4 separate regions of the Mus musculus genome follow, and regions 2, 3 and 4 are each linked to region 1. A link is a contact called in public promoter capture Hi-C data. All regions are on one chromosome and are shown on one strand. The core of a region is the stretch at or near the end of the contact, and the rest is flanking DNA. Distances in the headings are between cores, read along the strand shown.

The links. Promoter capture Hi-C pulls out the DNA fragments that hold promoters and counts their contacts.
Region 2: a contact with region 1 is called in a promoter capture Hi-C map of the HPC-7 cell line, with 5 times the contacts expected there. The contact joins the promoter of Ybx3 here to the enhancer-like site in region 1. A contact is called at or near these places in 5 of 39 promoter capture datasets (the HPC-7 cell line, cranial neural crest, hematopoietic stem and progenitor cells and 1 more) and 1 of 115 datasets of contacts at active chromatin or transcription factors (large pre-B cells).
Region 3: a promoter capture Hi-C map of the HPC-7 cell line shows a contact between it and region 1, with 4 times the contacts expected there. The contact joins the promoter of Klra17 here to the enhancer-like site in region 1. A contact is called at or near these places in 18 of 39 promoter capture datasets (the 3T3-L1 cell line, 3T3-L1-derived adipocytes, the C10 cell line and 11 more), 1 of 115 datasets of contacts at active chromatin or transcription factors (extraembryonic endoderm stem cells) and 1 of 9 other capture datasets (liver).
Region 4: a promoter capture Hi-C map of the HPC-7 cell line shows a contact between it and region 1, with 9 times the contacts expected there. The contact joins the promoter of Klrd1 here to the enhancer-like site in region 1. A contact is called at or near these places in 10 of 39 promoter capture datasets (the 3T3-L1 cell line, 3T3-L1-derived adipocytes, the HPC-7 cell line and 6 more), 1 of 115 datasets of contacts at active chromatin or transcription factors (large pre-B cells) and 1 of 9 other capture datasets (adipose tissue).

Annotation. Positions count from the first base shown.
Region 1 is chr6:130,428,356-130,431,149 of GRCm38.p6, reverse strand. No RefSeq gene overlaps it. Among named protein-coding and RNA genes, the nearest start is that of Klra1, 43 kb to the right of the region's middle. Within about 2 kb of position 1,444, at least 9 of the 459 cell types and tissues checked have an H3K27ac peak or open chromatin away from gene starts, as enhancers often do. A contact at or near this core is called in the HPC-7 cell line, where this site is marked.
Region 2 is chr6:131,386,612-131,389,777 of GRCm38.p6, reverse strand. Ybx3 (Y box protein 3) reads left to right here and starts at 1,328. Exons shown (of 10, transcript NM_139117.2): 1 at 1,328-1,760. The coding sequence starts at 1,523.
Region 3 is chr6:129,875,110-129,878,107 of GRCm38.p6, reverse strand. It overlaps Klra17 (killer cell lectin-like receptor, subfamily A, member 17), which reads left to right and starts at 1,436. Exons shown (of 8, transcript NM_001381962.1): 1 at 1,436-1,551.
Region 4 is chr6:129,590,358-129,593,169 of GRCm38.p6, reverse strand. It overlaps Klrd1 (killer cell lectin-like receptor, subfamily D, member 1), which reads right to left and starts at 1,360. Exons shown (of 6, transcript NM_010654.4): 1 at 1,333-1,360. The coding sequence starts at 1,339.

The sequences.
Region 1 (2,794 bases), core at 195-2,694:
TAATATATATATATATATATATATATATATATATATATATATATATACACACACACACACACACACATACATATATATACATACACACACACACACACACATATATATATATAAATATATACACATACACACACACATATATATCATATATATATATTGTTTTCTAGTGATTTCACAGTAATTGAATTACTGTATAATACAGAGACAGTGCATTTTTTAGTTTCACACATATAATGATGACTATGGCAAAGCCCACTCCTATGTCTGTGAAAAAAATAGTAGATACATATCCTGAGTCAGTGTGACAAGTGAAGGATATGTAAAAGTAGAATTTTTTTTCATCTTTGTTGATTTCCTGTGTTGATTTGTGACTACTTAGTGACAAAATGTTTTAACCACAGTTCTCAGTCCACTGTGCAAATAGTTTGATGAGCTGGCAAGAGAAGAAATCTGTCTTAACTCTTTGGAAATCTGTCTTAACACAGCAGAAGACCTCTTTCTTACTGGTACACAGAGCAGCATTGTCTGTAAAATGGATGCTTTTGCTCCAAATCCTGAGGTATTACTCTCTATTTCCCGAAATGACACGGAAGCAAATATATAATACTGATAAATAGCAGACACTTTGTCATTGTTAGGAACAACCATTTCAATATCCCACTGTTCTGACAGCACAATTAAGAACTAGGATATAGTTGTGTGTTTGTACTTGTTATCATTTGGTTAGTGTTTGTTACTTTTTGCACATACGAGAATTTATACCTTTAGAAGGCATTTATTTTCAGTAATAATATGTTTAGCATTGGTAAATTGTTGCCTGACTAGTCCAAGAAACTCATACAAACTTCCATAATTTACACATGTTTTCATTCAACTCTCAATCTCTCTTTGATCCATTTGATGAAAGTTGTAATCTCAAAGATAAAACACTCTACTTTACCTAGCTGCATATGATAGGTCAAGAATTATAATTTTATAGGTATGTAAGTTTGGGACCAGTTTAAGATTCACATGTTTGATGACAATATGTGCTACAGAGTGTGATTCTGTATTATGATGCCTAATAATAATGATGATGATGATACTAAGCTGTCCAGAACATAAATATTTTCCAGGGCAAAGTAATTTCTTTTTATTTTTTTTTTATTTTTAACAGTGAGCTTTTAATAGTATTCCTGAGTAGAAAGGTATTTTTGTAGCAACAGTTCTTTCCCCGTCATTTATTTTTCTTATGACATCAGAAGACAGCATTTTATATCAGATTTTTGTTACATATAATACACAAAATCAATATTCTTTGAAAAATTAATGAGTTTAAGATATAGCAGAACCCCTTGATACTGATCTTTTATTCTCGGAGGCAGCACTGTGGATGAGGAAGTACCACTTGAGTTCTTTCCGGTCTTAAGAGCACAGCTGTTTTCTCTGTTCGTGGAGAATAGGCAGAAGTTTCATGTGCTGAGGTAGCATGCACATGACACAGAACTTACCATTTACCCATTTTGAGCACACAGTTCAGTGGCAGCAGCACACCAATGTTGTCTGCGGCCATTGTTGCAGCTGTCCATCACAGAGTGCTGATATCTTCAGAACTGACACTAGACTCATTAAATAATAATCTCATCTCTCTGTTCTGGCCTTGACAGGGATAACTTCTTTTCAAATTTTGCTGCTGTGTATGTCATCTAAGTGACAGAGCACATTGTTTTGTATCTGGCTTGCTTTATCATGCTGTCCTCAGGGTTCGTCCAAGTCAAACCTTGCTTGTGGCTCAGAATTTAGTAATTTCTTTTATAGCATCATACTAAACATCAAAAAAAATTCAACTTGGATATAGTAATATGTTTTAATCCGTAACCAAATTTTCATTATTGTCAGTTTTCTGGATCATGTCACTGTTGATATTTATTAACAGTCAGGATCAGGCAGTGTTTTCATTTGTAATGTCCTTCAGTTCTGAAAGAGTGTGGCTCATTGTTTGTCAATTAAATTTTAAAATTCAAGTCCTGACTTTGGAGTCTACATGTAAATGCATCCACTGTATGTCATGAGAAATATGAATTTTAACTAATATGTATATCTTTTCAAGCACCATTCTGAAACTACTTTTATGTCAACTTAACAAAAGACACCTGAGAGGAGAAAATTTCAATTGAGAAAGTGCCTTAATAAGATATAAGCAGGCCTGTTGGGCATTTTCTTAATTAGTGACTGATATAGGAGGGCCTAGCTTATCATGAGTATCACACATGGGATGGTGTTGCTGGGTACGAAAGTAGGATGAGCAAATTTGGGGGAACAAGACAATAAGATGCACTTTTCATCAGATGTGCAATGACGCTCATGCTCAGTTTGGTTCTTGCCCTGAATTTTTCCGATGATGGACAATGATGAGGAAGTTTAAGCAAAATCAATCCTTTCCTTCCTCAAGTTGCTTTGTTCATGGTGTTTCATAACAGCAATAGAAAGCATCAAAGTAAAACAGAGCAATTTTTTCACCTTACAAAGTTCTTTTCTGTACCTTGACCCTGGCCCCATGTAAGCAGGCATGTGCTGACCTATGCTATAAATGAGGATGGCCTATATTATGTACAGATTTGTGTTTGGCTCCATATTTCCTTGCATCTTTCACTATTATTCTTGTCACTATCATGTTTTCGGCAACTCAAGCCGATTTTTCTGATCAGTGTTTCATTTTCCTACTTACAAATCATTTCTGTATTGCACAAGTGTTCAACAATATTTCTCATTCACATGTTAATAAGAAGTGCATTTCTAAATTTTGACAATTATG
Region 2 (3,166 bases), core at 79-2,578, 960 kb before region 1:
TCATCTGCATGTTGTAGGTCTCATCCTAGCGACCAGGAGGACTCTTGTTCCCTTGTCCTTAAAAATGTTCTTAAGCTTGGCAGAGCAGCACACAACTTTAATCTAATCTCAGCCCCAGGAGGAGAGGAGGGCAGAGATGCAGGAGGATCTCTCAGAGGTTAGTATGGCCTGCAGAGCCGGGTTCAAAGACAGCCAGGGCTAACACAGAGAAACCTGTCTCAAACATACATTTTTCGTTTGTTTGTTTTTTGGTTTTACATTTATGGGGGTGGTGGGACCGCATGCTGCTGCCACGGCACATGTATGGAGGTCAGGACAACTTGGAGTTGATTATCTTCTTCCATCTGGTAGGTCCAGGGAAGAAACTCAGGTGGTCAGGTTTGGAGGCAAGCCTTTACCTGCTGAGGCATCTTGCAGGCCTTACTCTGAGTTGCTCAAGCTTTCCCCAGTTTAGTGCTAATTATAGCCAACTCGAGCAAAAGGTATCATGTGGATTTATTCCACTCTTTCAACGTAGGTTATTAAATACATATTAACAGCTTATTATCTGTTGCCTCTGACAGGTGTAAACCCTGCATTTGCAGTCATTCTGGAAGATCTAGATTTTAATTTTCTCACTTGTGGAGTCGCTAAACGAGGCCTTTTGATTTTATAAGAGTAATTGTTTTGTTTTGTTGGGGAGTAGGGGCGGTATTCCGGCGCACGCACATGGCTGTTTGGAGAGAATCTCTTGCAGCCTTCAAACTTCTTTTGCTCATGATGACCTTGAACTGACCCATGCGAGCACTGGATCCTCTAAGCTACATCTCCAACCCCTTGTCTGTTTTTTTTTTTTGTGTGTGTGTGTGTGTTACTACTTGGAAGGAGGGATAGTTGAAAGACAGCCTCAGTAGCCCAAGCTAGGCTACTCTCAATGACATTCCAGCCTCAGCCTCTTGTGTACTAGGAATACTGGAGCGGGCTAACCACAGCTCCCAGGTTACTCTAGTTCCTATCTCAGCGCCCAGAATACTTTCTGGTATCTGCTGGATGTGCAAATGTAAAGGAGGTTTTTTTTTTTGTTTTTGTTTTTGTTTTATTAAGGCGCTGTGGGCCCACTCCACCTCTCAGGAAGCAGGCTCAGGTGAAAGACGTCTTGGGGAGGGTATGTCTCCTCTGCTCCGCGGCGACCTCGCCCGGGTGCCCGCATCCCCGGACTAACCAGCTCCGGGAGCCTTGCCGAGTAGCGCGGGCGCCTTTAAATGCTAATAAGCAGCTACGGCGGCTTTCCCCACCCTCTCTCTCCCCGCCCCGCGTCCGCCTGCCCGCCCGCCGCCCGCGAGCACTTGCGCGGGGCCATCTTCGGGGCCGGGAGATCCAGCGAGACCGCGAGCGCGCGCGTCCCCAGCCCTCGAGCCGCCGCCCGCCGCCGCGCCGCGCGATCCGCACCGGCCTCCCCGAGAGCGAGCCGGACGCCGCGACTGCCACCGCGCTAACCGCCGCCAACCGCCACCGAGGTGCCCGGAGAGAGCGGAGAGGCGGCATGAGCGAGGCGGGCGAGGCCACCACCGGCGGCACCACGCTCCCGCAGGCCGCGGCCGACGCGCCCGCCGCGGCGCCCCCGGACCCCGCGCCTAAGAGCCCGGCGGCCAGCGGCGCGCCCCAGGCCCCGGCGCCCGCCGCGCTGCTCGCGGGGAGCCCCGGCGGAGACGCAGCCCCCGGGCCCGCCCCGGCCTCATCAGCCCCCGCGGGCGGCGAGGACGCGGAGAAGAAAGTTCTCGGTGAGTCCCTGCCTGCAGCCCGGGAGAGACGGCGGGCGAGGATGGACGTGGATGCAGGGCGGGCTGGGACACGTGGGCCAGCTCTGGGGAGTCTTGGCTGTGGGTCGGGAAAGCAGCACGTTTCCTCGGTGGGGAGGAGGGGACACTAGGAAGGCACGAGAGGGGTGACTTGGGAAGATTTTATTGTGTGGTGTATTTTTTTTTTTTACCCCCTAGGCCTGGGAGGGTCAGGTGTCTGTCTCTGACACCCTTCCCTCGTGGGCTTGGGACAGCCGCCATGCTCCTGCGGGCCACATGCCGGCACAGGGATGTTGCAACGCCCCGGGAAACTTGGGGCGGGCACTCGCCTCCCCTTACTGTGCCCACAGATGCAAAGAGCCTCCAGTACCTTCCAATTGCTGCACCATCCCCTCTCCCGCACCGTGGGAACACACGTGGTGTGACGGCCGGGAAAACTTAGTCGGAAGTGGAGTAGGACGAGTGTCCAAAACACTTACGACTTGTTACTGGAGGGAAAGGGAAGGTGGGGACTGGAGATTTCGCGGGGCGCGGGGCAGAGGTTTTATAACTGTGGCTGTTGTATTTTGTCGCACATTTGGGTGTCCTCATCTTCCTTAAGGAACGCCCGGTGTGAGGCCTTCCACAAGCTTGCCTAGCAGGTGGGTGGTGGATAAGCTCCCCGGAGGGTGTGTGCGTGCGCATGTGGTTTGCTATCCGAAACAGGAAAGTTAACAGATGGTGTAGGATGCTTCAGAAATGTTCACTGTTTCTGGGTGGGGCCGATTGGGCTCGCCTGCTCTCTGAGCTTCCTCCCCATTCTAGCGAGAAAGCTGAAGGAATAATTGTGGAAGAAATAGAACACCATTCGGTGTTCCCCACCCCTGACAGTTCTCTGGTTCTTGTTTTCCCAAGGCTTTAAAAACTTGGTTCCTGCCAATTTTTTTTTTCCCCACTCTCACTAAAAAGTTCCTTAAAGGTCTTGTGGGTGTTACATTGTGGCACTTTCTACCAAGATGCTCCTTGGACCATTTCCACACAAAATGAAAGATAGAACCCTGTGTTGCTAGCCGAAGCAGGTTCTTAATGATACCTTACTAAGGGCAGATGGAATCCTACAGGTTTTTACTTGATCCTTGCACTTTTGAGATAAGAAAAGTAGATAATATCTTTGGAGATTGGGGGTGGGAGGTGGGTGGTGGTGGTAGGGCGATAAAGGAAGGTTAATTTCCGCAATCCCCAGCAGTTTAGTTCTGTTTCTGCCAGATACCTGGTGATGAGTCTGATGTCTTTCATCCTGCCACCTCAAAAAGTCCAGACTCAGAAAATGAAGGGCAAGCCTCCACCTGACACTTTGAGCACTGTTTGTCTTTGTCCGATGTGGTCTGCCATCTCCTGTGCCAGGCCGA
Region 3 (2,998 bases), core at 187-2,686, 550 kb after region 1:
AGGCTACTGTTTAAAGGAGGGGGCCAAAAACACATGTCAAAATTTATAACACAGAATTGCTCCTGTCTAAACAAAATGCAGGGACAAAGAGTAGAGAAGAGACTGAAGGAAAGGCTACCCAGAGACTGTCTCATCTAGGTAGGTAACCATGCTATATTCAGCCACTAATCCCAGACACTATTGCTGATGTCAAGAAGTGCTTGCTGACAGGAGCCTGGTATGACTGTCTCCTGAAAGGTTCTACTAGATCCTGACCAATATAGATGCTGAAGCTGGAAGCCAACAACCATACACAGATAGGGACACCAATGGAGGAGGTAGGAGAAAGCCTGAAAGAGATGAAGGGATTTGCAACCTTATTGGAAAAAACAACATTATCAACCAACCATATCCCCCAGAGCTCCCAGGGACTAACCCACAACCAAAGAGGGAGGGACCCATGGTTCCAGCTGCTTATGTAGCAGAGGATGGCCTTATCTGGCATCAATGGGAGGGGAGTATGCTCCAATGTAGGGGAATATTGGGCAGTGAGGCAGGAGTGCGTGGGTAGATAGGGAAGCTAGAGAAAGTAGCCAAGTAGCTAAAAGGATCTGCAATCCTATAGGTGGAACAACAATATGAACTAACCAGTACCACCACCACCATCCTCCCCCTCCCCCGGAGCTCGTGTCTCTAGCTGCATATGAATCAGAAGATGGCCTAGTCAGCCATCAGTGGAAAGAGAGGCCCATTGGTTGTACAAACTTTATATGCCTCAGTACAGGGTAACGCCAGGGCCAAGAAGTGGGAGTGGGTGGGTGGGGGAGTGGGTGGGGGAGCCTGTGGGGGACTTTTGGTATAGCATTGGAAATGTAAATGAAATAAATACCTAATTTAAAAAAGAAAACAATAAAATAAAAAGAAGCAGAGGGAGAGTTGAGAGGGTAGGGAGTTTGGGGAAGTGATAATGGGGAAGGGGATAACATTTGAAATGTAAATAAGTAAAATAACCAATAAAAGAAAAATCAAAGTTAAAAAAATAGCAAGAAGATTATAATGAAGACTTTACCAGTGGAAATATGTGTGCTTTAAAGCATTCCTAATACACACTTAGCTGCAATTAGCATAACTCAAAATCAAAGAGTAACTTAGAAAACAGTAACATAAGAGAAATTTTTCAACAGCCTATTACAAACCTGGAGCTGAGGAACCTGAGCTGCACATTTTTCTAGTTGTTTTGCTAAGGACACTGGTTTTGCTCTCTCTGCAGCAGTGTTCATCTTCTCAGTCTTCAAGTTTCAATTATGGACATTTCTTTTGCAGCATCTGGCACAATATGTTACTTCTTTCCTTTGCTTTCAGAGTCAGGTTTCATTAAGCAATTTCCTCTTTTCGATTTGGTCAAGGAGGAGGGGCAGAAAATCATGAGATAGAGTATCACTCAGAGGAAAAAATTAGTTCTGCCTTTCTTCTTGGAGCCTCTTACAGGATAGAGACCAGGAAAGACAACTTTTCCCCCATAACTGCAGGATCTATTATCTTCACCAGAATCTCTTCAGGGTAGAGACACAGGTAACAATAGTTGTTCTTATTGGTTTTCTATCAAATGATCACTTATACTCTAGAGAATTTCACATGGTGTGACATGAGATCAGGATTGATGCAGAAGCTCTGTTGGTTGTGTTAGATCAGCTAAAGGCTGGTAGCATGTGAAAACTGTCATTGTGTACTGGTTATTTTCTTTCAGAATGTGCAGTGACTTGTGTTGTGTACTAAGAAATTAAGGTAGAGGGAACTACAGTGTTCATTAATGTTTAACTTCATCAAATGTTTATATATTATCCATCTTAAAGATGTCATAATAAGAGCCAGATAAGATGGGTCAGTGTGAAAAGATAATTTCTCTAACACGTACATGAGGGCAGAGTGAGAGAACTCACGTTGTAAAGTTGTCTTCTGTACACATGTATCTTGGCTTGGCCAGCACCACTCCAAAAGCAAAAATAAAAAATAACAATTTTATAAAGAATTCTGTACTGGAAGGATTTTTTTTGGACCAAGGAATAAGGCAAAACGTAAATCATGTCATAAAACTTCATGAATTAAAAAAAACTATATAATAATGCTGTGACATGTCAACCTTGTCCTTATTATCTTCTAGTTCTCCTCTGAGATCTTAATGTGAGGGTAAGGTCAGTTACGAATACTTACTATTTACTAATATGTTGATATCTATTATCACATTGTACCTTTTATGGGCATTAGCTCATGTATGCTGCATAGTGACAAAATTCATTTTCATATATCCACATCTTGTAATATCATTTTATATTATATGTGACATGATTTTGTACATGGAATGACGAGTTTAATACTTCATATTTTATTCTCCATGCTTTGCTATGATGCTCCCACACCCCACCAGGCAATGTCCCGTTATACTTTCCTGGTTGCTACAGTTACTAAATGTTATGAAACATTTCTGAGGACTTTGAGCAGAAACTCAGATGAGAGAGGATATTTAATATTGCCTTTCTGGGTCTGAATTATTCCATTTAGTAGGATCTTTTCTAGTTGAATCCATTTACCAGGTCCAAGAATGGTAAGGAATATGTAGATGATGGCTGGGTGGAGATGTTGGACATCTTCGCTGATTGAGGCTTTAAACCAAAAGATATACATGTGTCTTGGATCACCTGCAGTATTCACCTTCAAATAGTGTTTTGAATATAGTATCTGAGAAACTCTGAGAGTTGTGCATAAATAAAAAGTTTGAAAGAACATTTAATATTTGTGTTTTTATCAAAATGTGTAAATAATTTTAAAGCAACAGTTTATTCCTAAAGCCTTGCCTCTTTGTTATTTGAGTAGATTGTTTTACAAGTTTTTCAATGATTTCCAGTGGTTCCAATTTTACCTAAACTTTTTACATGCCAAATATTTTATACAAACGAATGTGTCAATATCATAATGACTTATTAGTTAATTTCATTTCTTTCATATTTCCTAAAAGTAATTG
Region 4 (2,812 bases), core at 111-2,610, 840 kb after region 1:
CTGGGGTTACTGGTTAGTTCATATTGTTGTTCCTCCTATAGGGTTGCAGACCCCTTCCCATCCTTGGGTACTTTCTCTAGCTCCTTCATTGTGGATGACGTTCTTAAGAACAGAAACCATTAAGAATGAACCTGAAAACTTCTTCCTTTAGTGGTGCAGACACCTCTCTCTAGTGGAACACTGGAGAACGAAGATGTTCCTTCAGAAGACCACCCATTAGCAATCTTTTGAAGTGGTATACCTTGTTCTTTGATGAGGTTATTCATACATATTTTCTGCCTCATTAGAGTCATTTACCTCTGACTCTTTAAATCAGCAGTGAAACTTATCTCTATGGTTAGAATAGATCCACAAGCAGTCATGACGCTTGGTGGGCTTGCTTAATAATCATTTTTTTCTCTCAAGAATGTCATGAATAAAAAGTTTTGTGTTAAAGAGATGATTTTTTAAAGGGGGAGGGGCAGTAATCACAATGCTATTTTCTTAAGATATAAAGTTAGTAAGGGCCCACTCAAAACCAAACAGAATATTGTCAAGACCTAGAGTCTGTTATTTATTATATACCATCCTTGTCAGGAGAATACCATGATGGAATGGGGTCCCTTTGAACACAGACCATTTTTTGATTAGTGGTTTGTTAATGTCTGCAGGAAAATAAAAAGGAACCTTCTAGACCTGGTATGGCAGGAGGTTCCATAACAAGCATAAATTGAGGATCTGGGTTCAATTAACAGCACCTTGAATTATGACACAAAGCCAGCCTTTGAATTTCTGTTCTTAAACATTATGTTAGGTCATATTCAAAATCACTTGCCTATTGGCTAAGATATTTCGATATGAGAAGAATCTGTATTAGTAACGCAATACTGTCAAAAATAGTTCTACTGCTAACAACAGCACACAGTGTCAGTGAGCCTGAGTGATTTTGCAAGGCCACAACACAGCAAGAAAAGTTATAAAGTTTTAAGTGTCCTTTATATTTGGCCATCTTTGTCCCCATGTTAGAAATATGGTGTGTGTTGATCAATTTAATTTCTGTTTTATTCTGAATTTAACATGATGCCTAATAGACACCACTTGCTAACTCAGTTAGGAAAAGTTTACAAAAGTATGCACTTCATAAAATCATGTTCAAGTTTCAAAACACAGAATCGAGAAAACAATGAACACAGAAAGCATCAAAGCACAGAAAGTCTAAAAATATCTACTGCAGATTATATGCTTTCTGTTTTATTTTTTTAAACCCTCCTTGAAGTTAGTTAATACAAGAGGCATCCTTCCTGGTTATTATTTTATCACTACTATTACATCTGCTGACAGGGGCACACATACCTGCCATGAGAAGTGATGTTCCAAGGATGGTGCAGAGATGTGTTTGTGCTTTTTAAAGAACGGTGTGGACCACAGGGCTGAGCAGGAAGCTACGGAGGAGACAGTAAGCATTAAAAGAGGAAGAAACACTGTGTGTTGTGGCGGTGCTATTGAATCATCTGTTGGTGGGACACAGATGCACAGTGGGAATGAGCAGAAGAAAGACTGCAAGCTTTGAACAAGACCCAGGAACCACTGCACACAGGAAATTTGCTCTTTTAGTTTTGGTACAAAACACCACAGCAAAATAAGGTTGGAGGAAGATTGTTTTCAATGTGCACACATCAAAGTCGTCCCTAAAAGCAGTTTAGAAAATAATGGAGAGGTGTATAAACCATGGTAAACTCACTTGGTATCATAAAATCCCACACAGAATTACTACCTTCAAAATAAAGAAATACTTATTTATTTTGTGTTAAACAAATTTTAAATCACATATTATCTGATCGCTTAATAAAGAAAATACCAAATTTGATAGTGGGGAAACTGAGGCACAGAAGTGCTGATTTGACTAAGGTTACTTAAGCTTGATGCCCAGTCTTTTACCAAAGCATACATGGAATTTATCTCAAACCAAGCACATCCTTGGACTTGCACATTCTGGGTTGATATTTCCCATCTTTAGTACAAACTGTTGGGATATCCAATACTTGTTCTGTGTTTCTGCTCCCTGATCACTGACCCCAACCATAGTCAGCAAGACCCAGAAAGAATTCAGTATTATTGTGTTTTCTCACTTTTCTTTCTTCCCTGATCTCTCTCCCTCTCCCCACCTTCTCTCTTCCCATCTCTCTCTCCCCAACACACACTTTTAATCTTCCCATTAATTCTTTCTAAACTACTAGCTATCCTTGATTTTGCTCTCATTTTGTACACAGGTAAATGAATTGTTTACACTCCTTGCCATCCCTCCTACTCATCTCCACTCAACACACATCTCATGTTCCCCAATCATCTCTCTTGAATATCTGATAAACTCTGGACAAATACTGTATACACCCCTATATATATGACCTTTACTTTTTTTTTTCTCTTAAAACTTCTGGAAACCTTGATGTTCCAACACATGGGAGTACACAGTGCTGACAAATTATCACCAGGCTGGCCTTTAAGGAAATAAATCAGGATTTGATACAGTTCAGTAACATTGGAATTGAGATCACAGAACATAGGGTGTTGAGCATCTCATAACTCACATAATACTCAGTGGGATATTGAGCTTCACTGAATCTGTTTCAGATAATAATAAATTCTTCCAATGTTCATCTCTTCCCTCTGCTTCCCCTGCTCTTAAGTCTACTGCTCTTTGAACAAAGAGAATTTGTTCAAAGCAAGTGGTGACTTTAATAATTACATCTTTGAAAGATTGAGGAAAGATCCGAGAAAGGGAATTTAATGCCCACTGAAGATGTGAGCAATGGAGAGTTCTCTATACCTAGAC